Regions from separate parts of the Mus musculus genome. Here regions 1 and 2 are each linked to region 3. Evidence: chromatin contacts called from public Hi-C and HiChIP or PLAC-seq data. All regions are on one chromosome and are shown on one strand. Each heading gives the region's core, a stretch centred on a gene start, on an enhancer-like site or on the middle of the called end of the contact. The rest is flanking DNA. Distances are from core to core; before and after follow the strand shown.

Evidence for each region. A called contact is a pair of places that touch in the nucleus more often than the background predicts. HiChIP or PLAC-seq counts read pairs in DNA pulled down with a chosen protein or histone mark.
Region 1: a contact with region 3 is called in an HNF4G HiChIP or PLAC-seq map of pancreatic cancer cells. The contact joins two enhancer-like sites. A contact is called at or near these places in 3 of 15 datasets of contacts at CTCF or cohesin (CD8 T cells, the NIH/3T3 cell line and large pre-B cells), 40 of 484 Hi-C or Micro-C datasets (the AML12 cell line, the C2C12 cell line, CD4 T cells and 20 more), 7 of 115 datasets of contacts at active chromatin or transcription factors (embryonic stem cells, epiblast stem cells, large pre-B cells and 2 more) and 1 of 9 other capture datasets (pancreatic islet).
Region 2: a contact with region 3 is called in a Hi-C map of the C2C12 cell line, with 2.5 times the contacts expected there. The contact joins two enhancer-like sites. A contact is called at or near these places in 1 of 15 datasets of contacts at CTCF or cohesin (the NIH/3T3 cell line), 8 of 484 Hi-C or Micro-C datasets (the C2C12 cell line, the HL-1 cell line, Sertoli cells and 3 more), 1 of 115 datasets of contacts at active chromatin or transcription factors (neural progenitor cells) and 3 of 9 other capture datasets (adipose tissue, liver and pancreatic islet).

Annotation. Positions count from the first base shown.
Region 1 is chr7:89,711,011-89,715,566 of GRCm38.p6, forward strand. All of the region lies in intron 1 of Me3 (malic enzyme 3, NADP(+)-dependent, mitochondrial), which reads left to right. Among named protein-coding and RNA genes, the nearest start is that of Me3, 80 kb to the left of the region's middle. Within about 2 kb of position 1,776, at least 15 of the 459 cell types and tissues checked have an H3K27ac peak or open chromatin away from gene starts, as enhancers often do. A contact at or near this core is called in pancreatic cancer cells, where this site is marked.
Region 2 is chr7:89,746,047-89,750,253 of GRCm38.p6, forward strand. The region is part of intron 3 of Me3 (malic enzyme 3, NADP(+)-dependent, mitochondrial); the gene reads left to right. Among named protein-coding and RNA genes, the nearest start is that of Me3, 120 kb to the left of the region's middle. Within about 2 kb of position 2,230, at least 24 of the 459 cell types and tissues checked have an H3K27ac peak or open chromatin away from gene starts, as enhancers often do. A contact at or near this core is called in the C2C12 cell line, where this site is marked.
Region 3 is chr7:89,833,141-89,837,431 of GRCm38.p6, forward strand. It overlaps Me3 (malic enzyme 3, NADP(+)-dependent, mitochondrial), which reads left to right. Exons shown (of 14, transcript NM_181407.4): 7 at 557-666. Among named protein-coding and RNA genes, the nearest start is that of Ccdc81, 68 kb to the right of the region's middle. Within about 2 kb of position 2,576, at least 37 of the 459 cell types and tissues checked have an H3K27ac peak or open chromatin away from gene starts, as enhancers often do. A contact at or near this core is called in the C2C12 cell line and pancreatic cancer cells, where this site is marked.

The DNA.
Region 1 (4,556 bases), core at 526-3,025, 120 kb before region 3:
TTCATCCACATTCACACTGAATGCTCACAGCCACTCTGTACAGAAGGATGTCATGTTTATAGATGACCATAGACGATTCTCAGAACAATGGAAGATTAAATAACTGTCATGGGGCAATATGCAGAGTAACCAATGAGCCATGACTTAAATGCTGGTTGTTTATCTCCTAAATTCTGACATTTCTCCCCTTAATGTACGCTGCCTCAGAGGAATAACCAGAAAGTATCCTCTCCAGGTCCTGCTAAACTAGAGAGGCATCATCTTTAGATAATCCAGAGTGTTCTCTATCATCTTTTTTCTTGTTGCTAACAAGAAACAAGAAAACTTGACATCTCCAAATTAAAAGTACAGTGGTGTAAAAGTTTCCTTCTTGTTGGTATAATGTAACCACACCTTATCTCACAAGGTAAATGAATCACCTTAGATTTGGATGCTGACTTAGTCTCATCAAGCAACGATCTGTGAAACTCTGTCTTCCTATTGGTTACAGTGAGACTTCCAGGAGCGTCTCTATGTTTGCCCAATTAAGGCAACCAATTAAGGCTCATCTTCCTCTCTCTCTCTTTGTATATAGTAATGAAGTCACCCTCTCTAGAGACATATCAGTTCCATAAAATGTTCCTTAATTTCTCCAATGGCTTTTCTCCTTGAGGACAGATTCTCTTTACATATATATCATTTTTCCAAGTTGTAGTTTGTCAGCAAAGCTCAGTGGTCATTCCAGTTTGAACTAGAGTATTGTCCCTCCCAAAAGCCTAAGAATCTAGATCTAAACTAGTGCAGTATAAGGAGTCATCATGAGCTTTTTGAACCAATTGGCAGGTTTTTTTAGAACAAAGCTAGAACCCGGACAAAACAACCTAGTGACATTCTTGATCAAGTGACCAAATTTCCATAATTCTCTTGCATATGCTGTTATGTTTTCTGTGATTGTGGTGATGAAGAGGGTGAAATAAAAAACAGAAAACATGGTCTCAGTCCCCAGAAGACTTCTTAGATCCCCTATCCACACAAGCTTGAACCATGGTGAGATTTAGCTAACAGGAAATGTGTTGGTTTGATCAGGTTACCACAACAAAATGCCACAGGCAATGTGACTTATACAACAGAAACTCATTCTTTCATATTTCGAGAAGCTAAAAGGTTACAGTGCAAGCAGGCTTGCGGGGTTCTTCTGAGCTCAGCCTCTTGGCTTGGAGATGTCCATCTTCCCACTGTGTCCTCACAAGGTCATCTCTCTGGGTTCAGTGTCTTGGCTTCCATTTCTTATAAAGAAAACAATCATATTGTTTTGAGGACTCCAATAACAACATCCATTTTACTCCTCTTTTAAGACTTCTCCAAATGCAATCTCAATCTGAAGCACTGAGAAAGGGGGATTCAACTCATGACTTTTAAGAGGATTCAATTCATCCCATAAGGGAAGGCATATGGAGAACCAGATTCGGTATTCCACATGCTAAATCTTAACACAGACTATGGCAACAGCTCTGCTATTACTGCCTAACGGTGTATAGCCTCTGCCTCTCTCCAGTCCTCCCCAGAGATGCCAGGGTCTCACTTACGTGACAATTGGACCATTTTTGCCTGCTGGATTGACTTCCCTATTGGTCATCAGCTATTGCTCAGTACACAGCTGAGGTCAAACTATAACACACCTCCACTGGCTCACCATTGCCTCCAAAGCATTACAGTTGGTGCAACTTTGCAGGGCTCATATCTATCTGGCTCAGCCTACATCCAGCCTCCCTGCCTGAAACCACTACCCTGTCATACTCACCACCCAGATAGTGACTAATCTTCCATCAGCTGGAGCTTTATACCTGTTTAGCTTCCTGTCTCATGCCTTTAGTCTAAAAGAGCTGTCTAAAAATGATACTTCAAAGGCATGTCTTCAACACACACAGAAACCCACAAAGCCCCCAAGTGATTTCTCTGTGTTCTGCAATCTCACAGCACTTGAAAATTCTGTATCTATGCTGCTCATTATCTTAAATAGCATCAATTTCTTCATATCACCTCACTGGGATGTGAGCCCCTGAGCAAAATAGCATATTCCCTTATATACCACCATAGGTGTAGGGCTAGGTGTACAAATATCCCACATCTACTAGTGCATACCTAGGAAAGAGGTGCTAAATAAAAAGGTAGAAAAACTAATAGTCTTGTCATGGTGGTGATGGCATTGCTGGTGTGTGCTGTGGTGTTCATGGGTTGCCTGATAATGTCCTTTGCAAACATGAGTCATAAACACCCTGTGGATAACATCCCTGACCTACCCACCTGAAGCAATACTTTAGTCTGCAGAAGGGCTATAAAGTGCAGCAGTTATGTTAAAATTAGATACAAGAAATCAGAGCTGGAGATAGCAGCTTAAACTGACCTCAAAAGTCACTGCATGTGTCTCTGTGGTGTAAACTGTGCACACTTCAGTGTGGTGGCAGCCTGAGCCCTAGAACAACTGAATGTACTGTAAACGTGGTAAATGAAATGCCTTATTTGTGTCATTTCCCATGAAGCAATTCAAGAAAAGAAAGCAGGAGGAAAATGTTCTATAGTGGTTAAAGGCTGAAGCAGAACAAGTTCCTGCCCGCCCATCACAGAATAATGTAAAGCTGGAGGAGAACCAAGGAGACAAATGAATGAACAAATACCTAGCCCAATGTTTGTCTCTAAATACTTCTTTTGGGCACAGAACAAAACACAGAGATGCTTTCTTTTCATTAAAACAAAATCTCAAATAAGAAAATATTATAAAAGTTGTACAAGATAGACAGACGTCAAGATAGCCAGCGACTTACACATCTCTAAGGGAATGTATCAAAGCCAAACAATTTGTATAAAATAAAATATGAGAAAAGTCTCTCTTCCAAATAATTGTGGTTCTCATCATTAGTGTCTCCTCTGAACAGTGCCACTATCAGCCATCCAGTTATGAGGCTTATTAGTTATTAGTGTCCCTTGACATTGTCCCCTTCTCTCGCCCAATCTCAAGGCTCATGTGTCACCAGGTCCTGTTCGTTTCCTTTCTCAATACACCGTATCCTTTGACTTCTCTCCATCTGGGTTCCATAGTCTGATCCCAGGATGCTATCTCACCTTATCCAGACAATTGCAGGAAACTCAGCTCATCAGCACATCCTTAGTCCCTAACAAAAATGTCCTTCATTGACATAGCCAAAGTGATCGTTGGTAGAAAAACAAATTTTTGTCTCTGCACTCTGTTGAAAACCTTCCAGAGATTTCATTCTGCCTCAAGGCTGCAGACCTCAGTCCTGAGAAAGCCACCCACCCACCCACCCACATACAAGTCTGTGTTCATGTGTCCATGCCCCTTCCCTTCCTGCAACGCCTTGAGAACTTGTCTCCATCTAGACAGCGCAGCTGAACCCACTGTGCTATGCAGCCTAATTAGCTATCGCTATTGTTACTATGTTTAAAATATGAATATAGAATTATTCTTCACCATAGAGTTTCTACTTGTTACTATTAATACTGCTCCTCTTCTAGAAGACTTAATGTAAGATCAACGCTTTAAAACAGACATAAAAGTATAAACTATTTCAAATGTTGTTGTAAGCCATTATGGGGGAAAATACTGTACAATGTATCTCTAGAACTTCATTTTGTATAACTGAAATTTTATACCTACTTCATCCTTTTCTGAGCCTATGGCAACCACTGTTGTACAAGGTTGCCTATTTAAGAAATGTCAGACATGTGCAATTGTTCAGTGTTTGCCCATCTGGGACTGGTTCATTTTGTTGTGCAAAGTGACTGCAAGGCCCATCATGTTTAATTTTTCAGGGTTTTTTTGTTTTGTTTTGTTTTGCTTTTTGCTTTTAAAGCTGAACAGCATTCTCTGTTGAGCATGCATACAATATTTTTAATCCATTCATTTATCAAGGGATATTTGAAACAGTTTCACATCCTGGTTTTTGTGAGCAGGGCTGCAATAAACATAGGATGCTAATATGCTAATATTTGTTTGAGAATTTGATTTCAACCCTTTGAAAATATATCCAGAAGTCAGATTGTTTGACTTTTATCTTATTTCATTTTTGAGCAATCCCCTTACTTTTTTTCCATGGCACCAGCAACATTCCACATCTCTACCAATAGGTCAGACTTCCACTTTCCTAAAATCTTCACCCAACACTTGTTGGATTTTGCTAATAGCCACTGTCGCAGAGGTGAGGTGCTAGCATATTTACTTTGTATTTCTCTAATGGTTATTGACACTGAAATCTTTTCCTGGGCCTGCTGACCAGTTATATATGCCTTTGGAGCAATGTCTACTCAAGTCTTTTGCCTCTATTTTAATCAAGTTTTGGGGGGCATTTTTTGCTTAGTTTTCGCTCCTTTCTTAGAGTCAGGGCCTCATGTATTCAAGCCTGGCCTCAAACACACTATGTCGTCGGGGAAAATCTTGAACTCCAGTATCTATCTAGGCATGCACAACTGCACCTGGTTTGTGTAATGCTGAAGTTCTAAGAAAGACTGTGTGTACCAAGCAAAACATTTCCCCAACTGAGCTAGGTTGCGTTTTGTATTGT
Region 2 (4,207 bases), core at 980-3,479, 87 kb before region 3:
GAGTGCCAGCGCACCCCTACCCCACCATAATAATAACCAGACATCCCTGAACCTAGCTCCCCCACATCCAAGCCTGCATTACAGAACTGCCCCTCATGAGGCCTGTTGGTCAGGAGGGCCAAATGCTTTATGATAATAAAATTTCTCATTAATGTAAAGAGGCATTATTTTTCGTGTCTCCTTCCTCATTCCAATCCCCATAAAAAGCTATGGCTAAGTTTCACTCACCTTGAAGTTTCCTGCTTCCTCCTCTATATGTCTAACGAGCCTCGTTTTCTTGCACTGGAATATTTTTATTCTCTCACACACACAAAGAAAACCTCTGGGACACGAATCATATGTTTCTGCCTCCTACATGTGCACTGGAGCTCATTTCTAGCCAAACTTAAAAATCAGGTGCCAATATCCTGGAAAAAGTCAGTATGGAAAACAATAGCAAATGTATTCCAGCCAATGAGGAGAACACCATACCCAGGACACAGTTTTTGAGCACATCAAAATCTGGATTTAAACCCAACTGTCAGTTTTGATTCACACACACACACACACACACACACACACACACACACACACACCTAGCACAACCAGAAAAAGGCAGGCAGAAAACAAGGATTAACACTGTCAGACCCACCTCATCTCTATCCCCAGGGTGTTAAAGTACCAATTCCTTTGGCCAAGACTGTTCCATACCCTATTCCACCCAACCTCCTCTGCCAAACCACTTCAGCTCCACTGCTGGAATAACTCCCTGCAGAACAAATGGGATCTGCCCCTGAGTCTCCTTGGCTTCTTCTTTAGTCTTCCTGGCTTTTGGTCTTGGGTTAGGAGCCTTTAAGTCTGGATTCTTTACCTGTGGTCCCTTCCAGGCTAAAGCAAGTCAAATTACTCATCTGTATTGGATAAAAGTAACAGGGTTAGCCTACATGGCTACTACATAACATCTTCCAATTCTAAAAATGTATGATCTAATTAATGAAACTCTATAATCAAGTTAGCAATGAGATCTTGAAGTAAGCTATAGTCTATACTATATAGCTGAGATTAATTTTTCCCACCTGTGAAATTAAGAAGCGTATATCTGGGCAGCAATTCTCAGTCCTGGGAGTGCATTTAAAAATATGTGGGGAGCATTCATTAAAATCCCTGAGTTAGAAAAAGGCTCTTAGGTTTTCAAAAGCTCTCCAGTAGTTCTAACAGGAATCACAGCTGCAAACCACCCAGCTGGGTGATCCCTTCCAGCTAGAGCTGCCATGACTCTTAAAGAGTCAATAGCCTGTGTCTCAAATTTTGCAAGCCATCCCAGCCTAGAAGTATACTTGGAGCTTAAGGTCACAATATAACAGAATGTATCTCCAACTGAGTCCTCAGTAAAAGAAACTGTTGATCTCCACAGCTAAGTTCTCTTGGGTCTCACTCACAGGGTTGCTGGGCCAGAGGAGGTCATTTCTCTCCCATGATACACTGGCTCTCTGACACCCCCCCCCCGATGTAATTGCCCACCTTGTATAGTTATAGATGCCCACTCATCAGATGTCAGCAATTGTACAGTAGCAAACATCATATTCAAGGTGAGTCATTTGAGAACATATGGCTAATGTGGCCCAGGTCAAAGATGAGCTGGACCAATGAATGTTTTTTTCAGGAGTCTGATGTGGAAAAATTATATAGAAAGAGCATCATAGATTAGAAGGTAAATGAAGACAGAAAGGACGGTTTGGTTCAGATTTTAGAGTAGGACTATGGTAAGCCAAGGAAATATGCTAGCTATAAAGGAACACAGAATAGAACAGTGGGTGAAGGGTCCATGGAAAGAGAACAGGGCAGATGGCATGACAGTGACTGGCCCCTAGTGCTGCCTGAGTGGATGACAGTTCCCACACTAGTTCCTGTTCACAGATGTACAATGCAGCCTCTTTCTCCAGAGGAAACTTTAGTGGACCTCTGCTGCGAGTAATCAGAAGAGCCCAACTGTAAAGCAAATCACATAGATCCGATGCCCTTGTTAGATTAGCTGGCGCTGACATTAAAGTGGGGTGTCTCCATCTCTAGCACGCATGAAAACTATCTGGAGGACTTGCTCAGGCACACATTCCACATGTCTGGGAAGGAGCCAGAAAATGTCCATACCTAACAAGGTCCAGAGATGTTGCTGCCACTGGACTAAGGGATCTTACCACAAAATGAATAGAGATCATTTGAAGGATGTGGAAGTAGGTACTTCCAGGCCCCCCACTGCACGTTAGGAGGAAGGGCTGTGAGTCTGATCCCGGTGCCTGTCACCAACCGTGTGACCTTATCTAAGACTCCCACCTTCTTGGACCTGAATTTCTTCGTCTACACAATAAAGAATTTCAAGTGTTAATTCTGACCCTGTCAATCTCCAATTTGCACAGCAGAACTATAAAATTACCACTACAGTTTCTGGTATTTAAGATAAAAATGAAAAGGTAGAGAAAAACACATTCTTTTCATTTTCTGACAAGAAAAGGCTCGCGGGCTTATATGCAGATGTGTCGGTTTTGCTCTGATTCACAAGTGGGCACTTTTCCAGACAGACCAGCTGGGCAGTCAGGATTGTTAAGAATAGTTTGATACTGTGCCGTGGATATCCCTGCTGGAATGGATATAAGACAAGAAACGCCCCTAAAAGGATATTATTCGGCTATTGTGCTGCCTGAGTGGATGACAGTTTCCACACTAGTTCCTGTTCACAAATGTACAATGCAGCCTCTTTCTCCAGAGGAAACTTTAGTGGACCTCTGCTGCGAGTAATATATATAACACAAAAGCCACAAGGTGTGCATTAAATAGTTCTTCAAGCCCACGTTGCTGAAACCATTTGGAGGGGCAGAGGACATTTACCAAGTGTCTAAATTACATGGCTTTCAATTATGGAGAGAACTGTCTTACTCTTTTTAGATATTTCAGGATTTACATTGTTAATGGTGAATGCATGCTTACTTGCCTGTGACCTGCCTAGGGCTTTCATCTCCAAAGGAGCAGCTTGCTCTGTGGACAGGATGAAAGGCACTTCTTAGCCACACGTGAGTTTGAGTGGAGGAGGCTGGGAAGGAGGTGGGCATCATTGAACAGTCCCATGTATACACAAAGATCATTTTCTCTTTACTTAAGATGGAGACAGATGACCTTTATTAAGTAAAACGGGGTATTCTGAGTTTGACTTCCTTTAACCAAAGGCAAATTTCCCTGACCATTTAAACAAACTGATTTTGTTTCTGTTTTACTGGCTCTGTCCTTTTCCTCCTTTGTCTCTGGCAATCTTAGCCATGGTGATCAAAGAGTCATTGTGGGGAGAATTTCCTCTGTCACACCAGGAAATACGTACATTCAATAAGAGTTGAGCAGACCATTCTTTGAGTGACCTTGATCTGCCACTGACATGTAAAATGTGTGAGAGGCTGTTTTGACTCACATTAAGTTTAGTCCAAAAGGAGTTTCAAGGAGTACAAACTCTCTAGAACTTTCTAGGATAGAGGAGGACTAGCCAATTACTGGCATAATGCTTTAAAAAAAAAGCAAAAGTTGCTTTGCCATAAAGAGGCCCCCTCACTGAGCCCACCCCAAAGCTGCTATTACTTTTATTGTTGTTGTTATTATTATTAATTACTATTATTATTATACCTATGCAGATCTGTGGAAATCCCCACATCTTGCTCAGGAGCATTGAAAACTTTCTGATTGTGTTTCTTAGAGATTCTTAGGCTATCATTTCTTAAGCCAATAAGGATCAGAAGTTAGGAAGGGTAGGCAATGTTGGAAGTGGAGGAGAGGATCAAGAAGAACAAGTCTAACGTTCTAGAGACAAAAACAACACTCAAGACCTGCGATGACTAACCTTGGTTGCCAGCTTAACACATTGGAACCTCAGTTAAGAATTGCCTCAATCAGCTGGGCATTGGTGGTGCGTGCCTTTAATCCCAGCACTCGTGAGGCAGAGGCAAGCTGATTTCTGAGTTCAAGGCCAGCCTGGTCTACAGAGTGAGTTCCAGGACAGCCAGGGCTACACAGAGAAACCCTGTCTCGAAAAACCAAAAACAAACAAACAAAAACAAAAAGGATTGCCTCAATCGAATTGGCATGTGGAATATCTGCAGGTCATTTTCTCGATTGCTAACTGATGTTGGAGACCCCATCCACTACCGGCGGTACCATTGCTAAGCAGGTGAGCCTAACTCTATGAGAAAAG
Region 3 (4,291 bases), core at 1,326-3,825:
AACATCTTTACCAAGATACCAGTGGCTTCATGGGATAACCTTCCTCAGCCTTGTTTATGTCTTCTTAGAGAATAACACGTGAATGCATGGAGTGAAATGACTCTAAGCCTCAATGTCTGGAGATGGTAACAGTGGGCTTCAGAAGCTCCCAGATCCAGAGTGATTCTGCTCACTGTTGGGTTGGGAGCGAGCTTTCTGCTTGGATCTTGGACGGTCACAGGTTGCAGAGAAGGTCAGTCCCATCTCAGCCTTGCTGTTACTACTACCATCAGAATGGTGCCTTGTGGGTAGCCCATAGTTCACATTAGATACACTGAGGTTGACTTGGTTGGTTATGAAGCCCTTGGTCCCTACACTCTCTCATTTACATGCCTAAGGGAATAGACAAAGGTCTACTTCTAGGACTTGCTGATCCAGCCAGATGACAAAAATAAGAGGAAGTACACAGACTGTCCTTACCTCTTGTCCTGAGCTTGCCCTGTATCCAGTTCAGGCAGGATCCTCTCCAGGAGGTAATAATCGTACATTCTTTCCTCTGTCTTTCCCTGCTCTACAGGTTCGGAATAAATTGCCTCATCCAGTTCGAAGACTTTGCCAATGCCAATGCCTTCCGTCTACTCAACAAATACCGCAACAAGTACTGTATGTTCAATGATGACATCCAAGGTACGTTTTCACCTAACGAAGTCACTGGATAATAATGCTTTTTCACAAGGCTCACCCAAATGCCAAAAGCAGGAGGGAAACGTCATCTCATAGCTGGTGTGCTGCCAGATGCTGTTAAAGAAACAATATTAGACTTGGAGTCAACTTCTCCTTGGCTGATTCTTAGCTCTGTGACCTTGAACATATCTCAAAGTTTGCTAAGCTTTGATGTGCTTAAGCACCAAATGGAAATCATTACTACTTCAGAGGGAGGTAAGAACTGTATGGTTTAATATCTGTAAGAAGTTCTATACACTATTGTCAATTATTAGCTACCTGAACTTGGAAAATCACTTCTCCGGCTATAATTTTATTTTCTGTTCTAAGATGGAAATAACTACTTCAGAAACACATTGTAAAGATTTCAAGGGCCAGGGGTGGAAGCCTCATTGGTTAAGAAGCACGCACCTTCCTAACCATGAAGACTTGCGTTGGATTCCACACAAACCTTTGCAACTGCATATGACTGTAACCCCAGTGTGACAGACACAGAAGGATCGCTGGCGGTTCTGGCCTCCAGACTAGCTCTAGTTTCAAAGAGAGGCCACATCTCAATGAAATAACATACAGAGACCCAGTGTCTTCCTCTGTTGGTGGGCACACTAGCACCATATGCTTATACCACACACACACACACACACACACACACACACACACACACACGCACACACACACACACACACACAGAGAGAGAGAGAGAGAGAGAGAGCGCTTATACATAGAAAATATTACGTTTGACTTATCAGATCAAAACATCCCTGTCAGCCATGATGAGTCCTTCCCTAAGCTTGGCTAATATGTGCTGCTGAGAGACACTGGTAACCAGAGACACAGAACATTTCAAAAGTCAATGTAAAGCATTATTTTACTCCATGTCCCTTGGTCACCTGTCATAGAGCTTTAAAACACCAAGGAGTTGCATGCTGCTTTGGAGGTACCCATATCTGAAGCTAGAGTGGAACAGAGGCTTCTCGGGTGCTCCTCCGATCTGACCCCAGAGTTCTCAGCTGGACATTGTCCCTAGAGTTCCATTAGGCCCAAGAGAAACCTTGATAGGTCAACATATCTTGCTACTTAGCAAATGAAGTTTGGTGGGCCAAGTCTATGAAAGCAGAGGTCCGCAGTAGGTGAAAAGAATAAGCTGATGTGGAATGGCTTATGCTTGAGTAAAGGCTGACTACATTCTACAGATGATTGCTTACACCCAAAATGATGGCGAGGCTTCATGGAGTCAGTTAGAGATAGACTAGAGAGAATATAAACTCACTTTAAAGTTTATTGCCGAATGTTTGTGACATACTAGGCACTGTCCAGAGAACTGTACATAATTTAATCCTGTGAGATATTAGTATCTGTGCCTTATAAATAAAGAAACTGAGGCACAAAGAGAATAAGTAACTTACTGAACCAGTAAGTGTCCAATCGAACGTTTGTCCCGGGCATCTGGACTCTAAATCCCACATTCATAACCGCTTACCATACTGCTCTATGTCTAAAATCACAGAGCCAAATGCCTCTTTTCTCTGTGGTCCACATTATAGGGTAGCAGAAATATGATGAATGATTTTGGGAGACTTTGTTGTGAGCTTTCAAGGGGTGGCATAACACAGTTATAGCATACTATTAGAGAATTGAGTTCAAGCATAGGATTTCAGGACCTGGAAAGTAGATGCCCAGAGAAGTGGAGACCCTGAAGAGAAAGCTCAGCTTCTCGCACTGTCTCTCCAGCCCCCCTGAGGCCTGCACCTGCAACAGGCATTGGTGAGCGATGCCAACCTCATCCCAACAAGTCAAGTCCCCTGAAGCTGCAGCAGAACAGTCCAAGAAGACCAGCTGGAGGCTGAAGGGCATTCTTCCAGCCTGCCAGTCACCTCACAGGCAGCATGTGCCTGTGGCCTCGGAGGAAGCACCTGCTGACTAGTCGTCATGCCACTCACACGTGAGTCAGCAACGGGACAGCTATCCTCTGCGTCCCCTGGGCTGCCAAGTGGAAAACAAGTCCATTCAGGCAGCACACCAGGTGCAGACTCCAGATGTACAGGCAGACAGACAGACTCATGTGTGTACATCCTCATAAACACACACAGGAACAACGGCAGGCCCCTGCTGCCCGTCTACCTCTCTCTCCCACAGACTCATGCCACAGTGTTCCTCCAAGATGGAAACATGACTCACTGTGCAAGCCATCCCTTTGTGAGAAACTTTGCACTCATTTGCTGAAACACACGAACTGGAGAGCAAGGACCGCTTTCCTGTCTTCTACTCATCCCTTCAGTTTGGTTGGTTGTTTTTTTGTTTGTTTGTTTTGTTTTTTGTTTTTAAACAGTCTCTTGTAGCCAAGCCTGCTCTCAAATGTCTATTCCTCTTGCCTCTACTTCCCAAGTGCTGGAGGTACAGCTGAGTGCCACCATGTCCAGCTATTTCCCATCACCTTGGTCCCGAGGAATTCCTTTGTCCTTCAAGGCTCAGCTCAATGGGTGGCCTGCCCGGGAATGGTCTGGTTTGGGTACCTATGCAGGTGCTCTTCGCCATCTGTTCTTACACTGGTCCATTCTGAGTGGTGTGGTGGTTATCACGTTCACCTCTCAGCGATTGGTTCTACATGACTGTAACAAATAACTGAGAACACGGCTTAAGGAAGGCAAGATTTCTTGTGCTTGCTGTTTGAGAGGTTTCTGTCCATGATCCTCTGGTGAGTCTGAGCATCATAGCAGGAGTTGGGGCAGAGCTGCTCAATGGCAACAGAAAGTAATGAGAAAAGAGCAAAATGGTCTCAGGACCAGATACATTCTTGAAACGCATGCCCCTGGCAACCATTTTCTCCAACCGGCCCCCGCTTCCTAATTTTCATCATTTCTAGCATCATCCTCAGATTCTGAGTCCATCAATGAACTCACTGATGAATCAAAACTCTCATGATCCAATCACCTCTCAATGACTGGATCTACCAAGGGCCAACGATGTTTCAACACGTGAGCTTTATAAAAGTGCATCATATCCAAACCGGTGAACTTTAGATGCTTCTGTTGTATTCTCTGCCTCTCCCTAAACATCAGCTTTTGCAGTCAGGAACCATGGCTTACTTATTTTTGATCCCCAGTTCTCAACACAATGATTGGCACATTGTAGTAAGAGTGGTACGTGATATCTGCACGTACAAACGACACAGTCATCATCCCACCTCTCCCTGGAGAAAGGCCATGCTGGCCCCTGCTTTGCAGCCTCTCTTTTCTGACCATCATGCAACTTCACCACATATCTGCTCATACATAATTGCATATGAATGAACAATTTTTAATTAAATCAATTCATTTGTTTAAATTCATTATTCTGATACACACACACACACACACACACTCACACACACACAGATGAGATAGAAATTTCCTGATTTTTTTCTCAGAAATTAAGACTGAAGTCATGAATTTAGAACTCCTGAGAAGAGCTGGTAGACAGAACAAGAAATGACAGGATCTCCATCAGATCATCGCAGCCTTGGGTGATCACAGCCCAGTATGTACATGCACCCTTATAACTAATCAAAATGTGAGGAGGTTGGCATGGAACACACCCACGTCTTTCTTCA